Linked DNA regions of Sus scrofa: region 2 is linked to region 1. Evidence: chromatin contacts called from public promoter capture Hi-C data. All regions are on one chromosome and are shown on one strand. Each heading gives the region's core, a stretch centred on a gene start, on an enhancer-like site or on the middle of the called end of the contact. The rest is flanking DNA. Distances are from core to core; before and after follow the strand shown.

Evidence for each region. Promoter capture Hi-C pulls out the DNA fragments that hold promoters and counts their contacts.
Region 2: a contact with region 1 is called in a promoter capture Hi-C map of liver, with 8 times the contacts expected there. The contact joins the promoter of RAB3GAP1 here to the promoter of UBXN4 in region 1. A contact is called at or near these places in 2 of 5 promoter capture datasets (fetal skeletal muscle and liver) and 2 of 2 datasets of contacts at active chromatin or transcription factors (alveolar macrophages and skeletal muscle).

Annotation. Positions count from the first base shown.
Region 1 is chr15:16,204,397-16,207,956 of Sscrofa11.1, reverse strand. UBXN4 (UBX domain-containing protein 4) reads left to right here and starts at 1,446. Exons shown (of 13, transcript XM_021074795.1): 1 at 1,446-2,384.
Region 2 is chr15:16,891,045-16,894,639 of Sscrofa11.1, reverse strand. RAB3GAP1 (rab3 GTPase-activating protein catalytic subunit) reads left to right here and starts at 1,492. Exons shown (of 27, transcript XM_013983945.2): 1 at 1,492-1,581; 2 at 1,683-1,738. The coding sequence starts at 1,564.

The DNA.
Region 1 (3,560 bases), core at 197-2,696:
TTTTTTTTTTTTTGTCTTTTTAGGGCCCCACCCATAGCATATGGAAGTTTCCAGGCTAGGAGTTGAATCAGAGCTGTAGCTGCTGGCCTACACCACAGCCACAGCAACATGGGATCCGAGCCATGTCTGGGACCTACATCACAGCTCAAGACAACATGGGATCCTTAACTCACTGAGTGAGCCCCAGGGATCAAATCCACACCCTCATGGATACTAGTCAGGTTTGTTACTGCTGAGCCACAGCAGGAACTCTCCTAATATTTAATTCTAACACTAGGAATAATTAATCGTTCCACTGCAAGGGTATATACATTAATCGAATTTTAAGGAATCCATTTAAAGTTGATGTTAAAGATCAACTCTAACTCTTCCTGAGCAACAGTGTCCTATATAAGCAGCAACTATCTGTAAGATTACTGTCTATAATCAGCATTATGTTTGTTTATAATAACACTATATGTGAGGCCTGGTTGGAAAAAAGTAAATAAAAATTGGAATGTTAGCTATTTTTAGGTTAAATATTTGTAGAAAATGGGTATTTTCGGATGTAGCCCCTCCTTAGCCCTGCAAAGATTGTCAAATGGTTGTACTGCTGGAGAAGAAATTTAAGTCATGTAGAATGTACAATATAAGAGCGTATGCAACTGTAAATAAACCATACATGCCTTTAGCCAATAGTTATTAGAGACCATATACTTTCATGAAAGTATTAAATATGGATCGGTTTTCATTTTAATGACAACCTACCAGAAAGTGCCATATCTTGATTATAATACATTATCACATATTGTCATAAACAAAATTCTTCTTTTGTAGTACAATGAAAAGTAGCTGGAAAATAAATCATTATCTATTCTCTGGCTTCAACTTACTGTAGAAAGCAACTGTGGCAACAGCATAGCTAAGTGTTATGAGGTTTGAAACGATCTCTAACCAATGACTAGGAAATTACTCAAGGTCTGCATCGAACCAATACCTCCCCTGTACCACACTCTGTATGGTATTACAAAAGGTTCTTTTCTTCAAGGTTGAGCTGATAAATTAAGATCAAAAGAAATCAAAGCCTTGTCGTGAATCCCCACAAAGCCCACTTAGTCCCTTACCCAGAGACACCCACGCTATCTCACAATGGTCACTAATAGTAATACAGAATTACATCGTCCCAAAGGCAGGGTTCCACTCAGGGCGGGGACGATTTCCTCCACTTTCAAGGTCTCAATAAAGCCAAGAATGGCATCTCTCGGCGAGAAGCACTACTTCTCCTCTTTATAGATTGTGAAGTGACTCACTACCGCCCCTTTAGCGGTGCGCGAGAAACCAGTTATATTTTCCACAGAGTTAAAGGGACCTAGCCTAAGAAGCCTACAATTCCCATCATGCCTTAGGAAGGCGCCGCCGACGCGCCTTAGCTACTAGTCATCCTTCCTACTACCTCCGTCCACTTCCGGGACTGCCGGGCCTGCGGCCTTGTAGGATAGCGCACCCACCGACTTGCCAACAAGACAAGTCACCGGGGTGCCTAGACGACGGCGACGTGTGGTGTCACGTGTCGCGGGGCGCTCCTCGTCTGCGCGCTTGCGCGCGTCCCAGAGGGCCTCTGACCGGCTTGCGCGCCTGTGCGGGGCCGGAGGCGGGGGGCGGACCAGCTGCGGCTGCGGAGGCCGCGGGGCCCGAGGACGGAGAGGGCGGGGTCAGCTCCGGGACCGCGGCGACAACACACCAAACGAGCGATAGGGCCCGAGGGCAACGATGCTGTGGTTTCAGGGCGCCATTCCGGCCGCCATCGCATCAGCCAAGAGGAGCGGCGCGGTCTTCGTGGTGTTCGTGGCAGGTGAAAGAGGCGAGGGCCCGAGATGTGGCCGGGTCATTCCCCACCCCGCCCCGGCCTACGTCCAACCCCAGAAGCCCCCTGCCTTTCGTCCTCGTGCTGAGGGGCCCGGCCTGTCGGTGCTGACTGGCTTCTCAGCGCCTCCCCCGTCCGTTTGGAGCTCACCGGGCTTTGCCCCCACCACCGGCTTCTCCCGGCCTTGTCCGGAGAGCGCGCCTAGCCCCGCCGTCACCTCTCTGTGCGGGGCGAGGGGAAGAGCGGAGCAGGCCCTCGCCCGCCCTGCCCCGCAGCTCCCCGCCGAGCCTTACTCCGGGCCGCCTGCGGAGTTGTTGCTCACAGACCCCCACCGCCCCCGTTGGAGATTTCTGTCTCCGAGGACCCGCTTCGGGAAACTTTAAAGCCGCTGTCATTAGTGTTGAGGTGCGGGGAGAGACAGGCCATTAGCCAGGCAGGCAGTTTGTAACTAGTTGTGGACTGCCAGGAAGAAAGCTGTGTCATAGGTAATCCACAAAGAGAAACCACCTGATGTCACGTTCCTGAGACGCAAACTTTTCAGGTCTCTATAGGTTTGACTTTTTAAACAATGTTATGGGGGGTGGGGTGGAGAATCTAATCTTTTTCTTATTTTAACCATTTGTTTAGAAGAAGTAGATACAGAGGCTTTGGCTATCTTTGTTGTCTTCCTAGTTTCATAGCTGCAGTTTCAGGTGTACTGACTCATTTATCCTAAGTTGCTCTGGGATTTATTACTGAAATCTTCTATTTTTCAGTAAACAGATGCTTCTGTGGTTTTGTTGATCCTCATTATGTAAACCAAGTCAGTGTTTGTGACTACCGTTAATTCGAGGTGTATTATTTCAACTATTTGTGTTTAATAGCAGTTTGGTCATTATTAACTCATGACTTGGGAAAATAGATAATAGCCCTATAGCTTTATGCACTACAGTGAAGACGAAGTTGCTGAAACGTGAGTTTCACTTAACATTAAAGTTGGAATTTCAGATTGTTTTAAATTCTGCTAAAATTTTAGTGCAGTGCTATTAATTAGAAGAACTTGGGTAGTTTAGATTCTCTTATGCTGTTTTTGTTTGTTTTTGGCGGCGCTTGTGGCATGTGAAAGTTCCAGGGCCAGGGGTCAAACCCCTGCCAGACCACAGTGTGACAATGCCAGATCCTTACCCTCTAGTCCACCAGGGAACTTACACTATTATCCTGTGTTAGTGTTGTATTTCACATAAATGTCATAAACGTATAAGGAATTAAGTGGATAAATAGGAAAAGGAAAATTAAATGATACTTAGTATGCTTTAAGAGAACAGTTACGTTTTGTGACATTTTATGTTGTGTTTTCCCATATAATCTCAATTGATCCTTGCAGTTGGTGGAACAAGATTATACCTATTTTATAGACAAGGAAATATATTCACAGTAAAGTGATATGTAAGAGGGTCAGAAAAAGAATTTATATCTTTTGACAGATTTTATTTTTTAGCAACTTCAAAAAAAGAGTATCTTTTTTGTTTCTGAAAGAAAAAACCGAACAGTTGTAGACTCTAGGTAGTTAATGAAATTAGTGTACAAATCAGGAAACCTAGGATTATAGTAGTCATATTTTTAAGTGAAAAACGCTTTTTTGGGGGGTCTATTTTGGGGCTGCACCCGAAGCATATGGAGGTTCCCAGGCTAGGGGTCAAATCTAAGCTACAGCTGCTGGCCTACACCATAGCCACAG
Region 2 (3,595 bases), core at 243-2,742, 690 kb before region 1:
ATTGATAACAGTGATACTAATACATTTAACACCTCTGTTCATAGGCAGTAGATTTCCCGTCTTCCTACTCCATCTTGAGTTCCTTGAAATCTGAGATAATACCTGCACTATATCTTCATTACCCTGGAGCCTAGTGCTATGATTGGCTTATGGTAGGTATTTAATAAATGCTTATAAATGAATGAAGGTGCAAGTTGGGACAGATTGCTGCAGAAGTAGCCCCAAACTCCCACTAGTATAATGAACAAAAACTAGAAGAAATATCAAGAGACAGGAGTTAAAGGCTTAGCACTGGCAATAACTATTCTTGAAATTCTCTGGCCTTAGTTTCCTCATTGCACCATCTACATCACCAAATTTTTTATGTCTCTTTCTCTTATTTTAGGGTTAAATTTTTTAATTGCTTAAGCCATTTTTTCTGGTTCCTCTACCCCCACATTTGAATTACAAAAAAAAAAAAATCTTTAAATGATATTTAAATTTTTAAAAAACTTTTAATTATGAAAAAATTCACCCTTACAGAAGGAAAGAGAATATTATAAATACACATGTACCCATCATTGGCTTAATCAATTACCCACTCATCGCTGATTTGTTTTATTTCTATCCTTATCCACTTCTCCCTCCCATTATTTTGAAGCAAACCCTGGACATGGTATGATTTTCTCTGTAAATAATAGAGTATGTATGAGAAATAATTTCTAACTGCTGGCACCTATTCTGTTTCTGAATGGCTTAAAAGTTTTCATTGAACAGCATGTTGCTCTTCCCAGAAACCAGATAACTAGCATGATTTTATTTCATGACTTAGGCAAACTGCTTAAGTTCTTTGAGGAGTGGGGCGGTGAGGAAAGGTGGGTTATAAAGCACTTAGCTCAGTGCCTTGCAATCAATCAGTAGAGGTTGAATGAAAAACAAAATGTGTGTTGGGTTTCTTATTTATTTACTTATTTATTTATTTTGTTTTTTTGCCATTTCTTGGGTCGCTCCCACGGCATAGGGAGGTTCCCAGGCTAGGAGTCGAATCGGAGCTGTAGCTGCCAGCCTACTCCAGGGCCACAGCAACGCAGGATCCGAGCCGCGTCTGCGGCCTACACCATAGCTTGCCACAACGCGGGATCGTTAACCCACTGAGCAAGGGCAGGGACCGAACCCGCAACCTCATAGTTCCTAGTCGGATTCCTTAACCACTGCACCACGACGGGAACTCCTGTTGGATTTTTTAAAACAAGTTAAATGCTTCTAGGGCCTTGTCTTATCTCCTTGGCTCTGTTCCCTTCCTAATTCATTAAGGGAAATTTTCAAATTTTATTAAATCATCCAGAGAACGAGGAGTTGAGGGCAGAGTAAGATTCCCTTCCCAGGAACAAAAGCATTTAAAAAAAAAATTTTTTTTTTCAGATGATTTCAACCTATGAAGAGGACTCACTATCAGGACTCACTATCAGGAGGCGGGGCCTCCGGGGGTGGGACTGCGCAGAGGCTCCTCCCCCTGTTCTCCCCACCCCCGTCCTCCAGCTCTTCTTCCCGGCATCCCTAGCGCCCGCCTTGGCGCTCCTCAAGATGGCGGCCGACAGTGAGGTGAGGTGTTTGTTTCATACCTATCCCTGTCTCTATTTAAGTTCGATTCTCCGCGTCAGCGCTCAGGCGCTCAATTCCTTTCTTTCTTCCCCTTCCCGCAGCCCGAGTCCGAGGTGTTTGAGATCACGGACTTCACCACTGCCTCAGAATGGGAAAGGTAAGGTCGTGTGTTTGGTTACCAACACTTTGGGCCCCGGCGTCTCCCCTGTCACTCCCCTAACAGAGCCCACTGGTGACGCCACTTATGCGGGAAAAGTAAAACCTTGGCTGCCCGCGTCTCCGCTTCCTCCCTTCTCGGGTCAGCCGCAGGCTTCTTCCGCATCTCCTGGCTGACAAGCCCCGGCCCGTCCCCCTTCAGCCAAACCCGGAGCCTCCGGCTCTCCGAAGTTTTGTTTTCTCTGCCCAAGGACCACTCTCCTTAGACCTTTGGTTTTCTAGTTGTTGTCCATCTGCAGAAACAGTTGTCGAGGCTATAACTTCCGTTTAACTCAAGTTCTAGTAAGCAATAAACTTCACAGCTGCCTTTTTTTTTTTTTTTTTTTTTTTTTTTTCCTTCCCGGGTACATCCTTTTCAGGAGGAGGCCTTTCTTCAGAGTCGTGGTGGGCTCTGCCACACACTCACCTTCTCCATCCTGTCTTTTAGAATAACTTTTTGAAATAGTCTGTGTCTGGTTTTGGAACGCTTTGATTCAGATTGTTCCATGTCATTGGGTGCTTTGCCCAGGCGTCCTGTGCCTTCAAACTCCAGTGAACAGCTGAGTCAAACTGTTGGCTCACTGAAATTAGTTGAAGGCCTAGTTTGTGGATGACTGATAGCTTAGATCAAGAGGTTAACAGTTTTGATGTCGCAGAGGTCCTTCAGGTTTTCTGGGTGATGAGGTTGCAACGTTTTATAATCCTAAAATCTTGCCGGTCGGGAGAAGTTTGTGGAATCCATGTCATCAAACGACATATGAAAATATAAAACATCTCTGCTGGGAAACTAGTTTGACCCGTGGTATCCCTCTTAAAAGACAGTAAGACATAACCACATTGGCAAGGCTTTATTGAGCAGGTATTGTGTGTTCAGAACTATACTAACAGAAAAGAACAAAAACAAAACGAAAGCCTTGATCCATGTGTTTTAAAAAAAACAAAACAGCAAATAGTTAAATTTTAAGCCAGCTAGTACTAACTATAAAAATAGTAGTTTAAGGATGATGTTGTTGTGGATTATAATTGTTGGAAGTATTTACATAAGAAAAGATAGGAAATGTGCTGGGCCCAGAAAATAGGAGTAGTTAAATATGAGAAGGGCCTAGTGTGAGTAGAGACAGGTGAAAACCTTTGGGATTTAATGAAACATCTTTACTGGAGTGAGGGCTATCTTTTGAAGGAAAGTAAACAAAATTATTAAGGAAGAAAGGACCCAGGTTATAGACAGCCTCCAAAGCTAAGTAAAGGAATCTAGGTTTGGTGCTTTAATACCAGTGATTCTCAAACTTTAATGTGCATCAGAATCACAGTTTATGGCTCTGTATGTCTAAGGTAATTTCAAAAATTTGCATTTCTAACAAGCTCCCAGGTGATGCTGATGCTGCTGGTCTGGAGACCACACTATACAACCATTAAGGAGCAATTGTGAGAGACCCTTGATTTTAGAGTGGTACAGTGACATGAGTTGTTTTAGGAGGTGAGGTAAAATTAAGGTCAGTGAGTTACTTTGATAAAGTAGGTGATTTGGAGACTGGAGAGGAAGGATAGAAGATTGTAAGACATTTTAAAGAAGTAGATAGTGCTTGATGAAATGTAAGAGTAGAAAAAAATCATAGATTGAAACTGCAGTTTCTTGCATGAAAGAATGAAGAAAGTGGCAAAGTAAGAAGAATAGTTTTAGACCTGTTGAATTTGAGATAATAGCTTAATGTCTTGAATGTAGTTAGAAAATTTAACTTGAATCTTGGAGGATGGGATGAGGAAACAGTATTTAGTTGAAAAATGATCACTTTCCTCTAGCTAAATACTTAAAATATTC